Regions from separate parts of the Mus musculus genome. Here region 2 is linked to region 1. A link is a contact called in public HiCAR-type data. All regions are on one chromosome and are shown on one strand. The core of a region is the stretch at or near the end of the contact, and the rest is flanking DNA. Distances in the headings are between cores, read along the strand shown.

Evidence for each region. HiCAR-type assays count read pairs that join an accessible place to other places.
Region 2: a HiCAR-type map of astrocytes shows a contact between it and region 1, with 4 times the contacts expected there. The contact joins the promoter of Ift80 here to the promoter of Shox2 in region 1. A contact is called at or near these places in 3 of 39 promoter capture datasets (the 3T3-L1 cell line, liver and pre-B cells) and 1 of 115 datasets of contacts at active chromatin or transcription factors (astrocytes).

Annotation. Positions count from the first base shown.
Region 1 is chr3:66,978,803-66,985,763 of GRCm38.p6, reverse strand. It overlaps Shox2 (short stature homeobox 2), which reads left to right and starts at 3,993. Exons shown (of 5, transcript NM_001302357.1): 1 at 3,993-4,553. The coding sequence starts at 4,208. Rsrc1 (arginine/serine-rich coiled-coil 1) reads right to left here and starts at 102. Exons shown (of 10, transcript NM_025822.4): 1 at 1-102.
Region 2 is chr3:69,001,748-69,008,708 of GRCm38.p6, reverse strand. Ift80 (intraflagellar transport 80) reads left to right here and starts at 4,139. Exons shown (of 20, transcript NM_026641.2): 1 at 4,139-4,277. Smc4 (structural maintenance of chromosomes 4) reads right to left here and starts at 3,971. Exons shown (of 24, transcript NM_133786.4): 1 at 3,619-3,971; 2 at 2,496-2,633; 3 at 1,342-1,520; 4 at 589-780. The coding sequence starts at 2,628.

The DNA.
Region 1 (6,961 bases), core at 2,744-5,243:
GAACCCCCTCTTCTAACCACGGCGCCACCGGCGTCCTCAGAACTTGCTTCAATTTAAGCTCAGCGCCTTCCTGGTTCCAGCACCAGGCAGCTTCAGCCGAGCTGTCGAGTGCGTCGATGCAGGCTGCTGGACCATTAGGAATGCCGAGCGAGTGGATTGTCATGCCGCCAATTTTTTGTTTAATGTTTGTTTTGCGTGTTTGCATAATTGGATTTTCTTATTCTCCAAAAGCAATAAAGGTGGTACTATGGGATGTTACTGCCTTAGTATTCGCCGTTATCGTCACAGATAATCAGCAAACATCTACATCGTAAGAAGTTATGTTTAAGACATCCGCGTAGAGCAAAATTGGTTAGTTCCTGTTGAGCGAGGTGGAAATTCGCCCAACAATAATAAATCATGGGAGTGTGTCTGCATAGAGTCGTGTGTGATTAAACTGTAATGATTTATTTGCAAAAAAATACATTAAAATCGGTGGGTTTTTTTTTTTTTTCCTGCCATGAAGGTGAAGGCATTCACGGATTGGAAGCAATTAGTTTCTCCTATTAAAGAAACTGTTAGATAGGAGGAAGAAATCTGCCCGATAGGAGAAGGTTCCTCTAGAAGAGAAAGTAAATGGGTAGATTTATAAGAAAGAAAGAAAGAAAGAAAGAAAGAAAGAAAGAAGCTTCTATTACCGAAATTAAAGAAACGTGGCATTTTCTGTAATATACAATATTTTCCTTGTATGACTTTTCTTTCATGATTTAGTATAAGGAAACAAAAATGAGGAGATATATAAAATATTAACTTGGATTCAGGCCTACTGTTAGCTAGATACTAAGGTTCAGATTTCCACAGAGATTTGAGATGGAACTCACTTCCAGTATAGGTTTATTCCTGGAAAGTAACTGGACCTTAACTAGCCAGTTTTGAGGGACTCTTTTAAAACAAAACCACAACACTACATGTTTGTTTTAAATAATTCAAAAACTGGGGGAACTCTTGGGGGGGGGGGGTCCTGATTATTTTTGTATCTGTCCATAGGCTGTCTCCTGAGTTTTAAAGTCAATGTTCCTTTCAAAACTTTGACAAAGTAAAATAAAATAAAATAAAATAAAATAAAGGCTTTGAAATGTCTTTTCTCAGGAAAATATTTGCTGTTTGGTGAAACATCATACTTCATAGCTTTTATTAATACAATTTCCAAACTTTTAATTTCTTAAAACTGAAACTTCCTAAAAGAGGGACTATTGGGGATGGCGAGGAAGGGAATGGGGGGGGGGATATAAGAGGCTAACAGAAGAGGTGTATGTTTCCATATGTGAAAAGTTCATAAAGAAAACCATACAATTATATGCTAATAAAAATTTTAAATTAAACTTCCTTTACACAAATGGGAGTCAGACACTGGAGATTTATCATTGCTTCATCTACCACCCCTATAGTTAGAATGAGTCAAGAAGATGAAATAATAGAGAAATCTATTGGTTCAAATTACAGGATAGTCATGCCTGATCTTTCTCTGGTTACCTTTAAAGTGGTCATCCTTCTAGTACAGAAGATGGCATAAGCGTTTGTATTTAAGTCCTGTGGTTAAAAGGATGAAGAAGCGTCTGGGGGTCTCCTGATCTCTTACCAGGCTTCTAGCAGGGGCTATTTGGGAGGTGTTTACGAATATGTATTTCGTCATAGAGGTTGAAAGCTACTGAAACACCATGTCAACTTAGTGGATCCCATTACTAAATGATCTTTTTTAAACAGTTTCACAAAAGAGTAAAATTCTGTGATTATTCTCCGGAATTACAGTGTTACAGATAGCAGACCGATGCTCAATGTGACATTGCTCCTAAATTCATAGAAGTTAGGAAGCAGTAAGGTTTTGAGTCTTGTGAAATAATAAAAGCAAGAGTTCATGTACTTCAATAATACCTAAATGTTTAATGCAATCGCTGTTAACCATGTAAAGGTATGCCTTTGTCCTAAAAGCAGGGTGGGAAATGTTTCTAGAAGGAAGGATAATGTCAAAGAAAAAGTAAAGCAACATTTCTAATAAGCTTTATTTTCATGTCCTTTAAATGTGCAATGTAGTTAGTATTACAAGAAGTTATGGAACGTCTTAAATTACACTTAAATTCTCGACTGAGAATACATTATGTACCACAATTCTGTGTTCTCTTTACCAATGTTTTAGGTTGTTTGGGTAGAACTTCTGAAATTATTGGCTAAGTGTGTTTTGTTGTTCTAATCAATAAGTAGAAGATATACATATTAATGGCCTGTAACTGCTTTCATTTTTACTGAGTACTGGATCCAAGAGAACGAAAACATTATCTTTTAACATCAAACAAAACTCATTAATATTCAGTATACTGAAAATGCCCCCCCAAACTGCCACTTAAAGAGGTATATTTGTTTACATATTCAAGTAAATGTAACATTTCATATGTAAACATTCTTTTGTGTGAGCAAATAAGTATTTGCATAGCTACAAATCACACAGCAAGCCGTGGCTTAGAGGAGACAGTCATGTCCCCCCCCCCCATATAATTAAGAGTTTTTATAAAATAATTGTCAAATATACAGTTTTTAAGTTATAAATCAGAAAGAGAGTTGTTTTCCCCCCTCCAAAGAGTGAGTCTTTTTTTCACAGTCCACGGTAAACAAAAATTAGTCGAGCGACAAGCAACATCGGTAATTTTTTCCGCAGAACTCAAAAAGTAGTCATCTTTTGTTTTTCAGAATTAGGAAATCGAACTAGAATGCCCCCCAAGATGCTAAATAATTAAGGGCAGGGTGCAGGGAGTTGTTAGGAAAAGGAGTAAGAACCCTTAGACCTCATAGAGAAAATCGAAATGGAACTGCGCCTGACCGGGCTGTAAGAAAATACCTTAAGACCGAATCTGGCAGAGAACAGCTGCTCAGGAAACAAGTTAAATCGACCAACCCCTTCTAGCGGGATGTGTCTTTATGGGAGTCAGCTTTGACTCCAAAGTAGTAGAGTGAATTACAGGGACCAGTACTCAGTGAGGCTGGCTGCGCGTTCGGAAGATCCTAAAAGGAGGTGAAGCCTTCCGAGGTGCTGCAATGAAGCCCCATTCGCAGCAGGCGCGTGAAGACCGGATGCACCGCTGTGCAGCTGCAGCGGCTTGGAGCAAGAAAGGGTGCAGGAACGGAATACTGGAATGGTTGCTAGGCCTATTAACCATAGAGAGCCCGATACTGGGCCAGAGACCAGGGGTCATCATTGTAGGGTCGAGCAGTTGGGATGCCCACCCAGAGCGAGGCTGTAGGGTCGGGTACTCTCTGAGGATACCCACTGACTCTGATTGCAATGCACTTGTCAGTTTCCTCTTGGCCCCGCCTCCGAGAAGTCTATCCAGTTCCCCAGTGTTTTACTAAGTCGTGACACCAACGCAAAATCCACGCTTAATTAAATTAATTAGGGATTCTTGTCAATCCTGGATTAATGGCCAAGAGCACCAGCGGCCGAGGCTATCAGAAAACCCGACCGCTGAGGACCTGCCTCCTCTCCCCGCCCCCTCTGGTCCCCTGCTTGCCCTCCCTCTCCAGCCCGGTGGACTCCAGCCTGGATCCTCCATCCTCAATATTCATATTCATATTCTCTCTCTCTCTCTCTCTCTCTCTCTCTCTCTCTCTCTCTCTCTCTCTCTCTCTCTCTCTCTCTCTCGTCCCCACTCCCTCTCCTCCCCACCCCAGGTAGTGGCGCTCCTGCTACCCGCGAAGGGGTTCACTAGGAGTTGCGAGGGGAGGTAATTTACTCAGAACAAGAGGCCCGCCTTTAGGAAGTATAAATAGTGAGACTTCAAGAGCTGCGTCGCTATCAGATCTGAACTCTCCGCAGGAAGAATTGTCAAAGATCTTAACATTGAACACGCGCACTCCGGCAGGGAAGCATCAGTTCCCATTTCCCTCTGGCGGCCCCCGCCCCTTCCCTCCTCCCCCCTCTCCCCCTTTACCCCCTCCTTCCTCCTCCTCCTCCTCGTCCTCCTCCTCCTCTTACTTCTTTTTCTCCTTCTACTTCTCCTCTTCTTTCTTCTCCTCTTTTTCTTCTTCCTCCTCCTCCCTCTCCTCCCCCATCCCCCTGCCCCATTGATGTGTTATTATTGGGGGGGCTGGAGCAGTAAAAAAAGAAGGAGGAAAAAAAGAGCGGGGCTCGGCAGGGAGAGCTTGAGCGCGAGGTTGACCGGCGGCGGCAGCGGCCGCGATGGAAGAACTTACGGCGTTCGTCTCCAAGTCTTTTGACCAGAAAGTGAAGGAGAAGAAGGAGGCCATCACGTACCGGGAGGTGCTAGAGAGCGGGCCGCTGCGCGGGGCCAAAGAGCCCGGTTGCGTCGAGCCGGGCCGCGACGACCGCAGCAGCCCGGCAGTCCGGGCGGCCGGCGGAGGCGGCGGCGCGGGAGGAGGCGGAGGCGGAGGCGGAGGAGGCGGAGGAGGTGCTGGAGGAGGAGGAGCAGGCGGAGGAGCTGGAGGAGGGCGCTCTCCCGTCCGGGAGCTGGACATGGGAGCCGCGGAGCGGAGCAGGGAGCCCGGCAGCCCGCGGCTGACGGAGGGTAACGGCCTGCCCCCGGCCGCGGTTCCCCTTACTGCCTTCCCTTATCCTCGGGGCGGGAGAGGACCCGGGACCCGAGCGGGAGGAGGGCGGCATCGCAGAGGGCCCTGGACCCCAGCTTTGGGAGATACCGGGATAGTGGAGGGGTAGGAGGCCAGACTGCTCCGTCGTGGGTGGGGTCCTCGCGTGGGGGAGGGCGTGGGGTTTCGCGCACCCTTCTCTGTCGCTCCGGTTGCACCGAAATATGTTTTTCGCGAGCGGGAGGATGGGGCCGCGCTGCGGGACGGCGAAGTTTGTGTGGCCCGCGGCGAGAAGGGGTGCGGCAGGGGCTCACTAGGAGGCCGGTTGTAACTAGCCCGTAGTCCCGAGTTTGCCAGAACCCCTTTCCTAAGCCTAAAGGAGAGAAGGGGAGGGGAGAGAAAGAGGAGAGCCACACGACATTGCCCTTCTTTAGATTTGCCATCAAAACCACTGTAACTCTGCAAAGCCCCCAAATCTCCGGATCTTGGGGACCAAACTTCACATTCTTACTGAACAGTTAAGGTAGGAGCCAGCCAAAGGTCCAGGCCAAGGTGATTCCCTCTCGGTGGAGGAATTGAGGAGTAGAGGGTGGGGGACGACGACGAGGACACTACATACACAATTTCTTTACTGGCTAGAATCGTGCAGTACTTTAGGAGAGAGAGAGAAAGAGATGGAGAGAGAGAGAGAGAGAGAGAGAGAGAGAGAGAGAGAGAGAGAGAGAGAGAGACTTTTGGAGAGAGCAGTGTTAGAAAAAGGCTTTATCTAACCGGTGAAGCGTCCATCAACTCAAAGTTAAAAATTAATTTGGCACTCGGTACTGCAGTAACTGGTGTGCTGCCATATTTTTCCAATTAAGAAAATATGTGGCATGCGTAGAATCACAAATTTAAGCAAGCAATTAACTTGTTTATAACACGGTCTGTTCCTGTTTAGGCCATTAAGTGGAAAGTTGGGGGCGAAAGAGACATTATATTAAGTCTATTAATCAACTTGAAATTTGGATTTGTTTTCCTTTGAAGCCCCTAAACTTTGAGGGGAATCCACTCTGGGGGTGACAACAGACAAAGCCAGTCCACCTTCCCATCTGAAGAATATATGTTCCTGTTTAAATTTTACTAAGATGTTAGTGAGATTGTCCTAGTAATGTTTTCTATTAAATTGACCCCTAATGTTTGCTGTGACCTTATCTACTTCCTTCCCGGAGGAAGAACAAACGTCCACAAAATGAACTCTGAGAAGCAGAAATACAGGCAATAAATAAGGTTACTGTATAGAATGCCAAGCTGGGGCAAGATGGGGCGCTTTGCCTTCACCGAGATCCCGGCCGGCCGTGTTCCCCTAAATTTAGAACGTGATAGGGTAAAATGATAAAGGGGCCCCCAGAGTAACCCTTCAAGGTTCATAGCTCTGAGACTCGGGTTACATAGCCCTGGCAAGCCTGGGTGAGCCAGTTGCTGGGGTTGTTGATTTCCAAGCTCTGGGCAAGTGTTAATTTCTTTGTAGCTTGGCTCTTTCGACTTAATTTTTTCCCCTCTGTGTTGATCCGGTTCCTGGGTTGGGAGGAATCAAAAACAGCCTCTACTATCTAAACTTAGCTTTGACAGTGGACATCCATCTCCAAATCATGCAGAGGATGAAGGTTGGGTGGACCTTGTATTGATATGGGCCTGACTTTGACTGTCCTCATCATTGCCTTTTGACATACATATATACCACCCCTCGTGTGGCTCTATTTGCTCACACTGCCAGAGCTCCTATCTTTTACATGGAAGGACAGCAAAGTAGCAACGAATGTGAGGGGGAAAATGCATATTTTATTAAACATCCGAGCGGCTGGATGCATGAAAAGGTTTTGAACAGCCAATAGAAACCGAGGAATGTTCTGCTTGAACCTGTTGATCTCAGTGGGTTTAAGCCTTTAGGGTCGATCCTTGGTTTCCACCGGGGAGGGAGAAGGAGAGGACAGATGCAGCGGTGGGTTTTGCTGACCACCAGAGTCTGTCTGATTTGCCGCCTCTACCCTTCTGGCCCAGCGTGGGCGGCCAGTCATCCAGGCCGCCAACATGGCGTGGTTGCCTGTGCCAATCCGACCCGAGTCTGGCAGGGAGCACAGGGACTGCCTAGTTGCTGATGGAACCATCCGTAGGGGTCTGGTCCGAGCCCTTGGGTACCCGGGGACGTGGCTTTCGGCGCAGCGCTGTACCAGAATCTCGTTTTCCTGCTGCAACCTTTCAGCGGGCCCAGTTGTTCCTAAATTAGACCAGCAAGTTTGCGGGAGGCAAAGGGCCAGAGGCAGCAGAGGCTGGCGGGACAGCGGAACAGCCCTCTGGGGATAGCTGGCGTGCGAGGCCATCGCGTGGCCTTGCCGCGCCCTTTAACCGAGAC
Region 2 (6,961 bases), core at 2,890-5,389, 2.0 Mb before region 1:
AACTCAAATGTGCAACAGAATGAATTCAGAAGCAAAATTCTGATAGATGCTTCTGTGTAGTTAAATTTCTTTATATGTAAAACATCCCCACCAGCATCCAATTATCTGTTACTTTACTATGGGCACTTATTTTTTAAGGTTCTTTTCCGTTGCTTTTTGAACCATGAATTTTTCTAAGCTATTAAACAGATGCCTGTCCCCTACCATTTCAAAACATACTTCATCACGGTAGTTCAAACCTTAGAAAATTTCATCTCTCTCTCTCTCTCTCTCACATAGCTACTAATTATTACATTTTAGAGTCAATTATTGCATTTTAAAAATTAAAATGTTTATCCTAAAGCAAAAAAATGTACAACTTTTCAAATGAAGCCCATATTTATAGTGAGTGAATGCTGAATTAGCACTTAGGGCCCCTACATCACTGTATTCTTCCAAAAAGCTGAAGTAAATATGTTCACAGAAGCAAAATCCATTTCTTATTGCTCTAATTATACACAAAGTAAAATAAAGAACAATTCAGATCTACAATAACAAAATGTGGCATGTTTCCTTTTCTTGCTTGAAGGTGCAAGTAGAAAATCTTACCTTATCAATTATCTTTTGAAAATGAACTTCTACAGTACAACTCTGAATATCCTTGTGTTCATCAGAATTATGTATCAGTACCGATAGCTTTTTAGACCTTATTTTTTGTGCTCGATAGCCAAACACAAAAAGCATGGAATCAATAACATTGGATTTTCCACTGCCATTTGGTCCAATAATACAGGAAAAGCGCTGCATAAAAGTAAATTTTTAAAAATTTAAATAGTCACACTTAATACTAATTTTAAACTACTCCATAATTTAATTTGTAATAAAAATCAAAGGTATCATTAAAAGTTTTCATTAGAAGATAAACACTTTTTCTTTCTTTCTCTTTAGAAATAAAAGCAGTTTATTAAGAAAAGGAAAGCACCCTAGGAATGGAGTGGGCCAGGGAACTGAAGGAAAACACAATCTGAGTTTTCTTACATCATGTTCTTCAATAGCACAAGCTTCACCATTTAAATAAAAACCACCTTCAAATTCTAATCCCGACATTTTACAAAACTCATTAGCACAGTCAACGGGGAAAACATTCCCTTCTAACAAAAACAGATTCCATTCAATATGCAAATATTGCTAAAGATATACCAAAGACATCAGATAAAGAAAAACTCATTCCTGTTGTTGAAGTCACAGGCAACATACTGTCTGTGCGTCTATGAGCATATGTGTGTAAAGAGTCAGGACCGTTAGAACACTGAAATATCTTGTAATTAAAGATGTATTCCACGTTATCTGAGCAGGCAGTACCTTATGGAAAGGTCCCAGAACTTTCTCTCCAGCATAGGACTTGAAGTTTTGGTTTACAATATGAGTTATCATGAGACGAGGAGCTCCAGCTTCACTGGCCATGGCTGGAGGTGGGGGTGGAGGGATACTATTCAAAATCTCCTCTAAACTTCTGTTATCCAGCTCCTCACCTGGAGGCTCTAGGTTAAGGGAGAGGCAAAGAGGGGAAAGCCTACATTAGTGTAATTAGTTGAACGTCTATCATCTGCTAGTATTTAAAGAACACAATGGAGGGATGTTACTTAAAGAAACCTAGGAATTTATCTTCCATACAAACATATCCTAAACTCATGGGGATGGATAATCCTTCAGATTAGTTTTATGTAAAATAAAATTCGTGAAAGCAATCAGACCAGTCACAAAATGTGTGGTATACACATTGTACTTAGAGGAGTCAAAATACTCAATATACCATAAAGAAAACCTTGCAACAAACGGATTCCCTGATGCAGGAGATGCAACCCTAACAATCGAAAATCCAACTCTCCACATGGCTCAGCTTAAGAAACTCACAAACTTCAGTAACATGGTGACAGGAATTTCACAGTAGCTCTTAATTTCTACCCTCCGCCTGCTCTACGCTCTCAATTATACCTTCTCTTTAAAGGCAATCTAGGGGGCCCAGCAATTTTTTTCTTGTGTAGAACCCAAGTTTGGTTTTCAGCACCCACAATGGGATGCTCGAGGTTCATGCCCTCCAGGGGCACCTGCACTCATGTACATATGCCCGCGTCACCCAACACTGACACACTTTATAAAGTAAAAATTAGTATTGCGCCCCAAAAGACAATCCAACAGTAAAGGGCGAGTCACGCAACTCCACATCACATTCACTCCAGTCTAAGGGCGCAGAGGCGCTCAGCACCCATGCCGCTTTCAGCGGAAATATGAGAAAGAGGTCAGTACTACTCTAAAACACAGAAACTCACAACGCAAGTTTTCCGCTCACTCTCATATCTTCCAGAACCGTTAGAGCAAACTGCATGGAATTCCTCTGAAAACCAAAGAACGGCTTTCCGGAGCTTCCCAAATCAACCTGTCGTCGCCTGCGCCCCGCCACCCTCAGAGGGTCTCCACAGGCTTCCGACGCACGGGGATCCCGACCTGTCACTCACTTGCGGGTGCAGCGCTCTCCGCTTCGCCGGCCGGTTGCTCCATCTCTTCGTCGCTGTGGGCACCGTCCTGGGAGGGCGGCGGCCCTTCCTCCTGGTGGCAGGCAGTGGAGGGCTTGGTGCCCTTACGCCGCATGGTGGCTGCGGCAGAAGAGTCCCGAGTCAGGTCGGCCCGCAGCTCGCCGCTCAGGCCCCGCAGCAGCAGGACGGGCTCCGCCCAGGACCCACCCCGCCACCGCGTTCCCCAACGCCGCTAGCCAGTAGCGGGTCCCTAGGAAAGTGGCTACTAGGAACCCAGCAGTGGCAACCGGGCGGGACGGGTTTTCCCACGCCCCAGCTACGTGGGGAAACATAGCCGCGCCTGCCATCGCGCCCAGGACGGAGGAATTCGCTCAGGCCACCCCCGCCCCTGTGGAACCATCTCATAAGAGAAGGACGTCTGCTGACAAGTCTCCTCCCGTCGGGGCTGGGGAGTGAATGTGCTCGGAATCGGGGAGGGAGGGAGAGAGGTACAGAGTGGGAGAGAGAGAGAGAGACAAGTTCGTCCAGCTTCGGGGCTGCGTGGCTACTCTCCAGAGCAGCAGCGCCTGCCTGCCCGGGCGACTTGTCAACCCCCTCCCTTCTCCCCGCCATTTAGGTCCTGACGCCCGGACGGCCCTCGGAGAAGTCCAGGTCTCTTTTCCTCATCGCCCCAGCGGAGAGGATGGCCGAAGCCGGAGTCACCCGCCACACACTGCTGAACTGGACTCTGGCAGCGTCTGCTTGGGTTGGGTCACTTTCCGGGATAGTAGGGGGTCTAACCCTCCCGGGTCCGGGGCGGAGTCCCGATGGACGACAGTGTAAGCCATGCCAAGTGCCCAGGAGAGGCTCTGAGTGGGGCTGCAGTCCCCTTAGGAGACAGGACGGATCGGCCTGGGGGAGGGGACGCTCTGGCCGAGCCAGGCTCGCTGCCTCCCCCAGGAAGAGGCGCCGGAGCCGCCGCCCGGCCGCCGAGGGGGAGGGGTGACAGGCACGGGAGCTCGCCGAGCCGCCTCCGCCGCTCCAGCTCCAGGCCTTGGGGTTGCGGGCGCCCGCGGGGCAGGGAGGAGAAAGTGTGACAACCTGATCTAGAAGAGAAGGACTTCACCTGTCGGCGGGTCCACTCCGAGCCGGGCTGAAATGGTGGCACGGCCGACCCCCCGCCTCGCTCCTCCCGGTGTCTCGGCTCCGGGTCCTTCACTCGAAAATGGCGCCTAAAATCCAAACTCGAACGGAAATTCGTTACAAACGCGCGCAAGGGTTTCTGGGACCCGCGAATTTGAAAAAAAGTGCGGCGAGTCCCACCGCCATCTTCGGGCCGTTCGGGCGCATGCGCGGGCTCTACCCCAGGGACCGTGGCGCCGAGGGCCAAGTTACGACTGGGAAGGGAGAGCAAGCAGGGCTACGTCCTTTCTGTGGACTTTAACAGAAATGAGAGTTTCGCACTTCTAGAACGACAGCATTTGAAAAACTGGAGGAATTTGAAAAAGAAGGAAAAAAAACAAAACAAAACAAGCAGGGTCCCGCCTACAATTGTAGGCGGGTCCAAGTTGCCCAATAACACCTTCCAGGGAGAGGGCGGGCTCGGTTAGGGGCGGGGTCAAGAGCCCGCTCGGGTGACTGGCACCTAGCAAGTATCGCGGGAACATGGCAGGGGGAAACGCTCGCAGCGCTTAGAAATCACTATGGTGACGGAAAGGTCGGGAGGCTATTTGGTAACTAGTTCGAGCTCTGAGAGCAGTCGCCACCGCTTTCCTGGAACTTGAGGTAAATTTCTTCATCTCCAGAGCCTTTGAAGAAAGGGCTTGGAAGCGGTAGCGGTCATTAAGACCTAGCTTCTCTTGGTTAGATGGGATGAGCTTTGCGGGAGCATCAGTTATTTTCCATCTTCTTCCAGCCACCAGGGTGTTGATCTTGGGATGTGGAGTTTACAGGTAAAGCGAGGAAACCGGGATTATTGAGTTAACCTTGTAGTCCATTTATGAATAACAATGATTTTTGAACTATTTTGTGTAAGTGACACTACTGAAAGGTGTTGAGTTTAAATAACCATTTGGCCAGCAGGGCTCCTAGTGGGAGAAAGGATTCGCTGGTGATAACTAGTTACCGTTATGGGGGAATTAGTTCATAAGTAGCATTTGTCTTTGTTACACAGTGAAAGGAATAGCAAGGGTTGTTAAATGGATGCGGCAATTCCTAATCCCGAGCGGTTTAGTTTCCTTAATGGGCTTTTAACCTGAGTTTGAGGATAATGATGGTTGGGACAGAGTTTCTGACTCTCCGAAAATTGTATACCAAGTTTTGTGTGTTTTGGCATTGTTTTCCTGAATGTTTAGTGACCCTATAATTTTGAAAAACGGTCTGTATCACTCATCCTCCCCAATGTTAAAGAACCGCTGATTAATTTCGCTGCCCCCAGTAAGTATTTATACAGCAACTTTTAAATTGAGAGCTGTTAGCCTTTCTCTTTTTTTTTCCTCAACCTATTTAGGGTTTGGCATTTTAGAGCACCAATAAACCTTTTTTTTTTAAAAAAAAAGATTTATTTATTATTATAATCTAAGTATACTATAGCTGTCTTCAGGTGCACCAGAAAAGGGTGTCAGATCTCATTACAGATGGTTGTGAGCTACCATGTGGTTGCTGGGATTTGAACTCAGGACCTTCAGAGAAGAGCAGTCAGTGCTCTTAACCACTACTGAGCCATCTCTCCAGCCCACCAACCTTTAATGAATGAATTTACATTGTTCTAAAATATATTATGGCTTTGAGATGCCTAACACTTAGATTCAGTGATTCTCAGGAAGTGCTGGAGAGGACTACAAGTGTGGGAGTCTGGAGGAGTTTGGAGATTGGTGTGGTTTGAATAAACGTTTGCTAATATAATAATGTACCTTTATATTTCTAGTTGAAAATAAATTGTCTTCATAAAATAAATGTCACCATGAAGCTCAATGAATATTTTTTGGGGGGGGTATGGAGGACTAGTAGGAGTACCAAGAGGATAAAGGGATTCTTTTTAGGGGCTTCTGGAGTATTTTGTATTTTCAGAGGTTCTAAAATACAACAAAGCTGAGCGGAAGAGATACCTGCTATGAAAGAAGTAGACTGGGCCAGGGGAGATGTGTGGTGTTAGAAGCACTTACTGCTCTTGCAGAGGACCCAGGTTCTGTTCCTAGCACCAACATGGCTCTCAGAACCGTCTGTAACTCCAGTTCCAGGGATTCGGTGCCCTCTTCTGGCCTGGAGAGAGACATGCATGTGAACCACATCATGCAGAGAAGACACTCATACATGTAAAGTAAATGTAAGAAAAAGGTAGAATAGACCATATGGGAAGGTGTATATGCTAGTCAGAGCAGAACTTACTAGAAAGCTATAAGTAGGAAGCAGGAAGGCTGGAGAGACGGCTCAGCAGTGAGGACCACTGCTGCTCTCGCAGACCTGGATTTGGTCCCCAGCACCTATACTGAGAGTTTATACCTGCCTGTAACTCCAGTCCAGGGGACCTGACGCCCTTTTCTGCACAATGGTGGTGCTCGGCACACACATACGTGCATGCAGTATACACATTAAAAGTTAGAAAACAACCCTAAATCCTATTATTTCTTTGGATGTAGAATTGGGCAGTTTACTCATCAAGTGTCTCTGGGAATGTTAAAAATCAACAGATAATGTCTATCTCAGAGCAGTGTTTGTTCATCTAGTATACATAAGTATTTGATATTACTATGTGATGGCATTTGAGGAAGAGTAATTTAGGAAGGATCTTGAAAGGCAAATTAAGAATATAGCTACAGGCTGGGTGTAGCTTGGGAGATGAGGCAGGAAGTTTGCCATGCATTTAGAATACCTGGGCTATGTGTTGAGTTGGAGCCAGTGCTATAGAGTGAGAGTGTTTTTTAAAAAAAAAAAAAGGAAGACTTCTTAACAACTGAAATGGGTTATGTTGTTACAGGGAAAAGAAATCAGTCATAGGTTTAGATAGATCGATATTAAACACTCTTTCCTGAGTAGGGAAGAGTGCCTAGGCAAGAGAAAGGAAAGATTCACGGTTCTTTTGGACAGACTACTGCTGTTACAGGTTTTGGTGGTTAAGAGTATAAACCCTTAAAGACAGTCAAGTGCCGTTCTTTATGGATCTCTGAGTTAGTGAAAAGGCAACAGGTAAAACAAGCAGTAGTGCTGGCCACTGAGTCGGATGCTGGTATCAGTATGGAAAGTCTTAACTAACGTGGAAAGGAGTGGTCTTCAGTAAATCACTTAACGACAGCCTCAAATTTAAATGAACTTAACCATGCCCTGTCAGAACAAACATCTCCCTCCCTCTCTCCTTCCCTCTCTTCCTTGAAACAGGGTCTCATTATAGCTCAGACTAGCCTTGAATTTCCTATGTAGCCAAGGCTAGCTTTGAATTTCTATTTATCTGGACTTCGAGGCAAGCATCATCA